Regions from separate parts of the Mus musculus genome. Here regions 1 and 2 are each linked to region 3. A link is a contact called in public Hi-C and HiChIP or PLAC-seq data. All regions are on one chromosome and are shown on one strand. The core of a region is the stretch at or near the end of the contact, and the rest is flanking DNA. Distances in the headings are between cores, read along the strand shown.

Region 1 (3,919 bases), core at 6-2,505, 400 kb before region 3:
AATGGTAGGGAAGGCTAGCTTGGTGAGCAGAAGGCAGCTGGGCACGCTACATCCACACTAAGAAAGCAGAGACTGATGAATATTCGTGCTTAGCTCAGGTCCTTATTATTTATTCAGTACAGGGCATACAGCCCATTGTATGGTATTGACAATGTTTATGGTGAGTCTTCCCATCAGAATTAATCCAATATAAGCAGTACATCTTGAGAGAGAGAGAGAGAAAGTGACAGAGAGATGATTGGGTCCCTCCTTTTGGCTATCTATCGAAACAGCAGAGTCCAAGAGGTTGGAATTCCCCCGAGTTTCAAGCTAGGAGAAAGAAAAGGCTGGGGCCCTAGTACCAACCAGGAGCATGTTTCTTGGGGAATGATTTCGGACAACTCGTCATAAGACCACCTCACAGGAGGTACTGGAGCAGATAATAATGATGGGCTACATCCTGGTAAGAACTGCTTAGATATGCAACCCTTTAAACTCAAACCCCATGTTAGGTCCCTGAAACTAGACTAGGGCCAGCAATGGTCACTCCTTGTTCTTCTCCCCCAGTGTGGCCACACTGAATACATCTTTTGTTGCTTTTTCACTACTGCTGTTGAATTGGCCTAGCGAGAGCCAGTGGCCAAGTGATTAAGTGACTCAATAGGACTTATAAGTTCAAGGGTTTGACTCTAATGACTCCAGTAACAATGGTTGTTGGTGCCAGATGAGCCCAAAGTGTCCCTAATACTCACCAACCATAAATCATTATGTCCCTAATACTCACCAATCATTAGATATATGACTTTTCTTCCAGCCCTACATATCTCTCAAATTGCACCTCAATCCTTTGTAGACATATTGGCTGACACCAAAATAGATGTGTATTTCTACATGTTTAGAAATGTGTGACTACAAATGAATATTTGAAAAAAAGAAATTCCCCTGACCCTTCATTTGCTCAGTCTGGACCACCAGTAATAGCTGCACATGTAGACTTTGAAAAGTAGTCTTCTTGGTTCTAGTAACTTTTTGAGGGAAAAGTGGGTGGAATTAGGGCAAAGGGAACTGTTACAAGCAACTATATACCTTTCCACATAAAAGAAATAAATAAATTTCCAATGCAGCCTCATCTAGCCTTTCCAACTGTGATCTTTCCTTCCACAAAATTGTTTGTGGAAAAGCAGGTACTTTTCGAGACAATCACCTGTGCTATTTGGAGTGCAGGAGGAACCCGCTGCCTTTGGTAATGATCATATTTCTTCAGAGTTTGTTTTTGTTTGATTAGGCTCTCGGGAGAAAAAGGAACCATCTGAATGGCTGAGTCAACCTGCCCTGCCCTTTCAGGGTGTCCAAAAGTCAACCATTAATTGGAATCCTGAATTCTCCCCCCACTGGCTTTTCCTTGAAGTAAAACGGAGCTTTCCTTGAAACTCCTTTGTTCCGCATCTTTTCCTTTTGCAATCCACCACTGCATAATTCTACTTACTGAAAAAAAAAAAGCCCTTCGTAGAATTATAGTAAATAGAAGAGTCCACTGTGCAGTTCTTGCTGAAGAGAAAAGCAGACACGTTTCTGGCTAAGACCTGCCCAGAACATGGACTTCCCGCCTCTTGTTTTCCAACTAAAGCACTCAACAACCCAGAGATAGAGAGGCTCCTGTCTTCACTGGGATGGCTTTGAACACCAATTCCTTTCTCCTAACTACTGTCCCCTGGTATAGAAGAGGCTAACTGACTAGACCTCAGATTCCAGAAATATGTCTTTGAAAAAAAAATAAAATAAAACAGTAAATGAATGACTTCAAACTGAGCATGCTCAGGAAGGTGCCACCACTACCCGTGATAATCAATCCTTTATATGCGAATATACAGAAGTTTCCTCCAAGAAAAACCCCTAGGATCCTTGTTGGTGAGTCACTGCTTTGAGTACCACTTCCAGGACTCTCCTTACTTTCTACAAGAAGCAAATATTTCTTCAATCTCTTATCTCTTGGTTGTATTCAATTCCCATCAGCAAAGAAAAGAAGTATTATATTTGGCTATAAATTAGAACCATTATGTACACATTAGACAACTGGAAGTGAAATCGCTGAGTAAACAGGAAGATGAAAAATTCTTGCAGAGCAAAAAAATATTTTTCAAAGATGTATTAGAAATTAAAATTTAGAGTCTAAACATCGGCAACTCAAAACTAAAATTATAATGGTAAAGAAATTTGGTACTATTTATATGATTGTTATAAACTACAAAGTAGATATAGACCCTAGGCTGTGAGAAATAGAGAAGTTATCCAGCACTAGAAGCTCCTATTGATATGGGTGGTTTATAGCCTAGGCTGTTCTTAAACTGGATGGATATTTTAAATTTGTGCATACATCTGCTCTCATAGCTCCATGCCTTCCTGGCGTTTGTAGATTAAGTTCTTCAGAACATTGATTATTCTTAACAGCTTCAAGGAAAATTCTATCTGACAAAATAAAAATAGCAATGGGGTCAACGTTTCAACATTTCAACAGGGGTACTGCTTCAGAAACAGAAGATTCGGGAGCGTGAGTTCCTTGAAATGGGGAAGTACTGAGGAGGAGACAGAGGAGGGTTCTCGGACTAATACTTTTTTTTATTATTATTCAAAAAACAAGACAGGGTTTCTCTGTATAGCCCTGGCTGTCCTGGAACTCTCTCTGTAGACCTCTGTCTTCCAAGTGTTGGGATTAAAGGCGTGCACCACCACCGCCCGGCCCCTGACTAATATTTAACAACTCAGAAGGAGGAAGAGCTTCAGTGTAACCACTAAGCCACTCAGGGTTATTGGTACTTAAATATGCTAGTGAAAGTTGAAGCCAACTGAACATATAAATGATACACTGGATTTCAAAGATCTCATAAGAAAACAGCGAAACATCTCATTAACTTTTATGCAATAACATGATGATGTAATCATAATTTTTCATATTCTTTGGTAAAAATACATTATTAAACCCAATGGTTACTGACAAAGAAACAAAGAAATCAAATTGGCTAGACGGTAAAAAGAAAACATTGAGAAGCAACAGCTGGAAAGTTAAGCACACTGGGACATTCCCTGATGTACATTTGAATAATTCACCACGGCAAATGCCATTGAAGAGCTATACCACAGGAGAAGCATACAACCAGGATTTGCATTCTAGAGCCATCCTGCAGAAAGGCTGGGACAGAGCTAGAAAGGGCCCATTTAGTTCAGCATTACAGAGTTCTGTGTGAGTCAGAAGCATTTGGTTGGCATGGTAGCACAGAAACAGACACTGGGTCACAGAGTGACAGATAGAAAACATCATAGAGACAACCAACACATCTGCTGGGTTCCTAGTCAAGAGCTGTCTGTGACAAGCAAGTCCTAGAATGGGGATTCTCAACCTGTGGGTCGCGACCCCTTCAAGGGCCTCAAATCATCTTTTTCATCAGAGAACACAGATACTTACATTACGACTCATAGCAGTAGCAAAATTACAGTTTTAAAGTAACAATGAAATAATTTTGGGGGTCACTACAACATAAGGAACTGTACTAAAGGGTCACAGCATTAGGAAGGTTGAGAATCGCTGCACTAGAAGGTATCCCTTAGAGCTACTACATAAACAGAATAGATATCTGAGGAATAAGTGGTAAGTACAATTCAACAGTCATTTTTTATATTTAGAAAATGATCTGCTGCTGAGCCAAAAGTCACTAAATAATATTCACTCATAAGCAAAATTTGACTAATACTATATCAGGCATAGCAGAGTAAAATCTGAGATGATTGGCTGACTTGTGATTCAGTTCCTATCAGAAATATTACCTGTCACTAACTCCAGCTTTAGAACTTGGACAAGAGATAATAAAATCAACGCATTGCTAACAATGAGTTCATCTAATTCCTCAGGTTAAAAAAAAAAACCAACAAAAACAAACCCCACTTC
Region 2 (3,891 bases), core at 621-3,120, 270 kb after region 3:
CAAAGGTGGGTAAGGCAAAAAAAGTAAAGGAGGCACTGGTGACACACACGCGCCTGTATGTGTATTTGTGTGTTTATTTGTGTGTGTGTGTGTGTGTGTGTGCGCGCGTGCACATGTCTCTGTACACTTCACTAAGACCTTCCATCCAGAGGTAACCCCTCTGAGAACACCCGAGCAAAGTAGACGTGAGTGTAAACTTTCCACCTGAGAAAAGAAACCGTCTTCCAAGGCTCTGTAGGTTAAAGTTGAGTGGTTCCCTCCCCCCACTTTTTTTAGTCTTCATCCTTTGCACTATCTGGAGGGAGAAAGTAGGAGGTGGATGACCCAAAACCTCTCAGTCCGACTCTCTCCTTGCTTAGTAAAAACCCACCGCGTCATGGATTGAACTAGTACAGGGTGATTCTTAATTCCTTTTCCAAAAAAAGGTTTAGTGATACAGATCTGGAAGAGAAAATGCATTTGTTTTGTTTTGTGAAAAGTACAGAAAAGCAGGAAGCTTGCTGTTACCCCACTTTCTCCCTCTCTTCTCCTCTCCCTCCTAGGAGTCGTCACGATTTCCAATTTACCCAGCAGCTTTCCCCTCATGACGGTGGACAGCACCCCTATCATTTCTCCAGAGCAGTACATCGGTTATAGTAGAAGAGACTAAACTAAGAGGTCATTGCTTAAAATCCAGTTCCCAAAACAGCTCAGTATCTGTGGCGGGAAAGTCTGACCTTCTCAGAGGAGGTAGAATATAATTCTTTCTGCTTCTAGTTTCTGGAAAAGGTTCATTACCCAAATGCTAATACCAGACAAAGGCATTGCAAGAAAGCTGCTAAACAAAACCTCTCATGAACAGCCGGGCCCAACAAACACCCAGCGACGTTAGCACATCAAAACCAGCAGTCACTTCTGAAGGCGGTTATCCACCCACTTCAGGATCAGAGTCTGCATGGACATTTAAGATTTGCTCTACTTCTGGCTTCTCCTGGCTCCCCCGTGTCCACACCCCCATTCTATGCTGTTTGGATTACTTTAAATCCTCAAGCACAGTCAAGACATGTTTTGTGATTGGCTTATTTTTTATTTTGCTCGATGTTTCTGTGTAAGTCCAAGATGCTTTGATAGTTTGGTGTTTTATTCACATTCCCCCAGAGAGTATTGTATCAAGAGATACTGTTGCTACATCTGTGTGTCATGAAATTCATCTATAAGCCCAGCACTTGAGTGCCCACTCCCAGGCAGGAGAATTAAGGCTATCTTCAAAGATATTAGTATACATAGTATTATATAATATAATTTGATGTAATTTATTTAACCCAGGATGGACCCAACCTTCCAGTTTTTCCTCAGTGTCTCCTACAAGACATTCAATGCTAAGATTCTGCGTGTCCTCTGTTTGATGGATGGTTGACCTGTGATCTAGTCTGACAATTCGAGGATCCCAATCCCAGCAAAGGATGCTGGAGCTTAGGCCAGGCCTGGAGGACTGTGTCCAGCTCCAAAATCCTTGCAAAGCTGGGTGTGCTTCAGGCAGTGCTATTTTTTTTTTTTTTTAACTTTAGGTATTGGGGAGTGTAGATAGGGTATCCTGCGCTTAGGCAAGCGCTTTCATCGAGTTATTTTAAGATAGAGCCTGAAAGTAATTGTCACGCAGACCCTCCTGCCCCAGATCTCAAGCCTGTACATTAGCCCGTCATGAACCTGAATTTCGAGGCACGGTTGGGATCGTTTCCGTGGCACGGAGACGCACTGTCCTCAAGCTGATGTTCCCAGCCAGACACTAGCCGGGCAAATAGGGGTCCAGGTGGCCGCTCGGTTGCAAGCGCCGATTGGTCAGGCCAGCCAGGCCCCGCCCCCGAAGCGCGGCGGCCAATGAGCGCGCAGAGGACTGGCGGGCGAGCTCGCGGGCGGCAGCGGAGTTTTTCCGACGCCGCGGCCTGTGCAGCTGAGTCTGGAACGACGTGCGACGCGCGGCTCTCCTCAGAGCCATGTCTAGGCGGGAACCCGCAGCCAACGCTTCCTCCTCGGGCGTTGCTCCCCGGCGAAGCTCGACCGGGTCCCGGGGCGCCGACCGGACAGCGACGGAGGAGACGAACCGGAGAGGCCGGGTCGGTAGCAGGGGTGCGGGCGGCGGCTGGAGAGAGCCCGCCGGGGCCGCCGAGGCTACGGCCGCCGGCCGCCGCGAACCGCCGCTCTGCTTCGGGGTGAAGAACGATGTGGTGGGCGCGGTGATAGGTGAGCGCCGGCGGCGCCCAGGCTCGCTGCATGACGGGGCGGCGGCGTCGGGGCTCCAGCAGCGCGGGGGCGCAGTTCTATGGCGGGCCGGGGCGTGTGTGGGAGAGAACCTCCTGGAAGACTCGCGCGGCATCCGCGGTAAAGGTCTTTCCGGTTTCCCGCAGGGGCCAGCAGCTCAGTGCGGAGGTGCAGCCATCACCCTCTAGGTCGTTTTCACACCTAGTGTGCTTTAGTGTCAGGTCAGAGCCGCAGCTTCGTCTCTGCCAGGAGGTTTAACTTGAGGTGAATGTAACTGCGGAGAGCAGTACGCGGGAGTCTTAGATGCGCAATTTTCAACTTTTCTGAGATGCATTTTACAGTGATGGAGATGTTTCCCTCAGTTGGCTTCAATTCTTAGTTTCAGTTATAGGGCTTTTTGGGGGGTGGGTTGGGGTCCGTGAAGTGAATATATTTAGTTCTAAAAGCCTGCTTTGTGGCATTTAATCGTATGTTTTAAGGCTGGTTACTAGAATAGACAAAGATTCCGTTTGCAGGGTCCAAGCTCCCCCGCCCTCCCCACCCCTCCCAATCTGAACAAGAAGCCCAGTATTTGAACGGGAAGCTCACCAGAGAACCAATAGGTTTGCGACAGATATTAGACCCGCTGCAAGAAGCAGTGAAGTCTAGGCATTGGAATACACACGACTCGTTGGTTGTGCATGCTACTGTGTTTGTTTGTTTGTTTGTTTCTTATTCTGGGTATTGAACCCAGTGCATCCCAAATAATTAGGTGCATCCTGAGCTACATCCCTAGCCTTGCAACCTAGATGGTTTATTCCAGTGTGTGTTAAAATATGACAATCTTTATTTTTTCCTCTACTGTTCATCTTCTCCCACCCCACTTCCTTCTTCCCTCTCTTTTTCTTTCTTTGAACTCAGGATTGAACCCAGAGCTTCATAAGAGTTAAGCCTATCTTTACCCCTAATCTGCTACTCAGCCCCACCTTACTTCTATAGTTAAGAAGTAAGCATATATAACGAGCGCAGTGTTAGTGGTAATGGGAGATTGTGTCCCAGCTCTTCCGTGATTAGAACTATACCGCCTCTCAGCTCCTCGTTTCTCCTTGGTCTTGTGCCTCCACATCACCGCTCTCTGCTGCTGCTGGAGTTATTTACTTCAGATCCTCAAGTAGAATCAAGGAACTTACAGTGTTTTGTGATTGACTTACTGTGGACATAATGTCCTCAAATTGTCATCTGGTTCTTAATGTCTGACAGAATTTCCTGTTAAAGACTGAACATTAGTTCTATTTTTTTAAATTGGTTATTTTATGTATTTACATTTCAAATGTTACCCCATTCCGAAAACCCCTCTCCCATCCCCCCTCCCAGAACGTTAGTTCTTTCCTATGTATCTCTTCCTGTTAGCCATTATACTCTTGATGCTGATTGAGTTGCTTCCAGGTTCTTGCTTTGGCGCACAGTGCTTCTGTGTGGCACAACAGTGCAGGTCTTCACCATCAGGGCCACGCTTCATCTCCTTTTCCTTCCGTATGTACTCAGTCATGTCAATGCTGAATTAGTTTTAGGGTTTTCACTTGTTATTTTTTTTCCAATCACACCAGTAGTTCACAGACTACCAATTAAATAACATCCTTACTAAAGCGCATGCATAAAACCCTTGATTCATTT
Region 3 (3,499 bases), core at 780-3,279:
GTTTTTAAGATGAAATGGCCATGTAGTGCTTCATATTTCATTCAATTCTTTCCCCTATGGTGGAAGACATTTGTGGCCACTTAAGGCTGGTGATAACTGGGGGTATGTGAGAAACACACCTTTTACATTTTTATTATTATTATTATTTTGAGACAGTCTCATTCTCTAATCTGTGTTGGTCCTGGTATTTTTCATGTTGCCTAGGCTAGCCTCAAGTTCATAGTGATGCTCCTGCCTCTACCTCTTAAGTACTGTGATTACCATACCCAACTGAAACACACATTTTTTGAATGAATATTTTCATAAGTAGTTTTATATAACATAGGTATAGCATATTCAGGATATAACCATATCCTTCATGGGCACAGTACACACATGACACACAGATATATATGCAGGCAAAACACTCATGCATATAAAATATTTTTAATATGATGAAGAAATATATGATTCCCTGGGATCTGCATAGTAGAAGGAGAGACCAACTCCCTACAGTTATCCTCTGACCTCTACACATAACATACTCCATGGAATGCCTCTATCCATGCACACAAAATAACTCTCTTCTGGTCTTCACCAAGCATGCATATGCATATACCTGCAGTTGAAACAGTCATATGCATAAAGTAATTAAATCTAAAACTTAAAAGAAAACATAGTAAACATGCAGTTTTCCAGAACTAAGATGAAGATTTACAGTTACGTACTTGACAGTACTCTCTCTAACCAAAATATCAAAATCCAAGGTGGATCAAAAATGGGACACGCACAATTGGACTTTTATGACTTTCATACCTGATTCTGTAATAGATTGTAGTTGAAATGCAGACATAATAAAAACACTCGATGGAATTACCCTCTAACTGCGCCTGTAAGCTGTAGTCTATGTTTATAGTGTATACAAATACCATCTATACACAAATATGCCAAAGCAGCATGCTTCTTCCTAGACTCGTAGTTCATAAAAGTGATAGTTAATGCTTTTGTCCTCTCAGACTTTCTTTATAAGTAAGTTTATCAGAGAATGATTTCAGATGAAACCGAAGGAAAACAAGATCTTTTGAGATATACGTGTTTCTCAAAATTACTGCGAACATTTTAGAGGGACCCATCTTTTTGTGCCAAGTCCTAATATGGTTGACCAGTTTTGCCAGAAGGAGGCTGGGAAGAATGGTCACGGGAGGAGCTCACTGATTCAGGGACATCACCTACAATCAGAATGACACCTCACAGATCTGTAAAGTGCTCAGCGACACGTCTTTGTGATAGCTATTCTGTGTCCCTCTGACTGCCAGATTCTTAACGCTAAGACCGCAGTCACGAGTGTATTAAAACCTCTGCCCTCAGAGTGTGGGGATGGATAACTATACTTTTATAAGTGTGGCCTTGTAAGACAAGTTGTATGGAGAGTGTTTCCATTTACTCAGGGATTTCCTGTTTGGAGCTAGGAAACTGTAGTTTTTCTGAATGAAGCTGTAAGTCCGTGCCATTTGTTTATGTGACCCCCCTGACAGGTGCAAAGGTGAGCAGTTGTAACGGAGCTGTGCAGCCCCTGGAGCCTCAAGTGTTTATTGTCTCTTCTGCAGAAAAGGTTTACTGAGCCCTGTTCTGTTTTTATTCTTCTACTAAGCCGCTGTTTTATCCTTAGTGCATTTTAGTGAAGCATGGTAAACTGAGTTATGGTCATTCCTAAATTAAACATGTTGTAATTCCAACCTGACAAGGTTTAGAATTATCATGGAACCGTAACACCAGATGTGTCTGTGTTTCCTGAAAAACTTATCAGGGAAGACCCAACCTGGATGTGGGCGGTTCCATCCCAAGGCTGGGGTCTGGGACCCAGTAAAAATGAGAAAAGACTCCGATTCCTGCCACTCACCTCTCCCTGCCTCCCACTGCAGATGCCATGTGACCAGCCACCTCCTTCCGTCCTCGTTGTGACTTTCCCGAGTCTAAAGGAACACTTCCTTCCTTAAGGATTGCTTTTGTTGCTTTAGTGGGGCGTTGTCTCAGCAATGAGAACAGTCAATAATGCCAAGGTGGAGATCAGGAAACAGTTCCTGGGCGTAGAAGATTTCCTCCTCTCTGTGCCCTCAGTGCAGTGGCTGAAGGCATATTCAATGCGCTCCTTTTTGGTGCTACAGCCAAGCCAGATTCTCTGTAGAGAAGGGTCTTCTGGGCTCCTAGCTGCTGTTCCTAATTCAGGAAAACCAAGTTGTCCAAGAGACCAAATGCTTGTAAGATTTGTTCGCTAAAGTGTATACAGGGGAAGAATTCCTAGAGAGAGAGATATGAGAGACATTTGCTATTTTTAGGCAGCTTATAAAGAAATCGCAGTGTTAAGTTACTCTCTTAAGTTTGTTACACATTTGAACTCGGATTCAGAAAGTCATTAGAAGCCTAATTTTCAGAAGTGCTGTGAGAAGGTGTGTGTGTGTGTGTGTGTGTGTGTGTGTGTAAATGTGACATTGATTCCTTGACCATCAAGGTTCCAAAATAAAGAATGGACTGCAGTTCCGCTGTCCCCGGCCTGTTTTCTGGGCTGTGAATGAACAGGGTGCCTGACGGGAGTGCCTGCTCATGAGCAGATGTCCTGTGAAACTGGGGAGAGGGAACTGGGGCAGGGCACAGGAAGGTCTTCACCAGCGTCACCTCGCTAGGAAAACAGTAACATTTCAAACATTTGCCAGAACTCTTTGAAAGAAAGCCTCTTTCTGTTTAGATAGAGCATTGCCCAAACACTAAAGGCTCCTGGAACAGCATGGAGGGGCCTCCCTGTGACTGGAGGCTCTGCGGTGTCCACTCTTCTGCTGCTTCAGAACTTCAGACTGCTTCCAGAGAGCTCAAATGAGATCCTGATCTTTGTTTTGTCCTTGAAGAAAGAGACACGCTGAGAGTTTTTCTGTACCCAAGGAGGTACAGAAAATAAATAGCGAGGTCTAAACTTCACATTTGGGCCAGCCTTTGAGAACCTGCTGTGTGCAGAAAGGCACACAGAACAGAGAGGTGTGGGCTGCATCCCTGTAGAGAACTGTCCACTGGGTCACTCACCATCCAGCAGGGCTGCACAGGTGAGAATGGGCTGTGAGGATACCGTGAGCAGGGATCCTTCGCTGTGTCTGTCCACGGCACCGGACAGACGTCTGAGACGGGTGTGTGAGTTGACCTAGGAAAGAGGAGGCAGTTCTTAACTTGGAGCCTTCCCCCACGGACATGCAATATCCACCTGTATTATGCATCACAAATGTGGATACACAAATGTGGATAACCTCACAACTGTAGAAAAAGATATTAGTTGGCCTTTTGACCAAATTGTAAGGAACTCAGTGATCTGAAGCTGCTCTCTGCTGTTAGACTGAAGTCCCAGTGAATCATGGGTAAATGTGATAGAGAGGAGCAAGAGACTTGAATTGGAACCTGGACTCCATACGGTTAGATACTAAGTAGTTTTGTGGCTACTTCTGGTTGTTTTGAAACACAGTCTCATGTATTTCAGGCT

The links. Hi-C and Micro-C count contacts between places; a contact is called where the count stands out from the background. HiChIP or PLAC-seq counts read pairs in DNA pulled down with a chosen protein or histone mark.
Region 1: a contact with region 3 is called in a FOXA1 HiChIP or PLAC-seq map of pancreatic cancer cells. The contact joins two enhancer-like sites. A contact is called at or near these places in 3 of 115 datasets of contacts at active chromatin or transcription factors (bone marrow-derived macrophages, microglia and pancreatic cancer cells).
Region 2: a Hi-C map of embryonic stem cells shows a contact between it and region 3, with 1.8 times the contacts expected there. The contact joins the promoter of Ddx43 here to the enhancer-like site in region 3. A contact is called at or near these places in 2 of 15 datasets of contacts at CTCF or cohesin (the NIH/3T3 cell line and embryonic stem cells), 4 of 484 Hi-C or Micro-C datasets (embryonic stem cells and nephron progenitors), 2 of 115 datasets of contacts at active chromatin or transcription factors (embryonic stem cells and microglia) and 1 of 9 other capture datasets (adipose tissue).

The regions. Positions count from the first base shown.
Region 1 is chr9:77,723,101-77,727,019 of GRCm38.p6, forward strand. No RefSeq gene overlaps it. Among named protein-coding and RNA genes, the nearest start is that of Gclc, 29 kb to the right of the region's middle. Within about 2 kb of position 1,256, at least 16 of the 459 cell types and tissues checked have an H3K27ac peak or open chromatin away from gene starts, as enhancers often do. A contact at or near this core is called in pancreatic cancer cells, where this site is marked.
Region 2 is chr9:78,393,907-78,397,797 of GRCm38.p6, forward strand. It overlaps Ddx43 (DEAD box helicase 43), which reads left to right and starts at 1,871. Exons shown (of 17, transcript NM_001191044.1): 1 at 1,871-2,220. The coding sequence starts at 1,974.
Region 3 is chr9:78,119,577-78,123,075 of GRCm38.p6, forward strand. All of the region lies in intron 1 of Cilk1 (ciliogenesis associated kinase 1), which reads left to right. Among named protein-coding and RNA genes, the nearest start is that of Cilk1, 8.1 kb to the left of the region's middle. Within about 2 kb of position 2,030, at least 33 of the 459 cell types and tissues checked have an H3K27ac peak or open chromatin away from gene starts, as enhancers often do. A contact at or near this core is called in embryonic stem cells and pancreatic cancer cells, where this site is marked.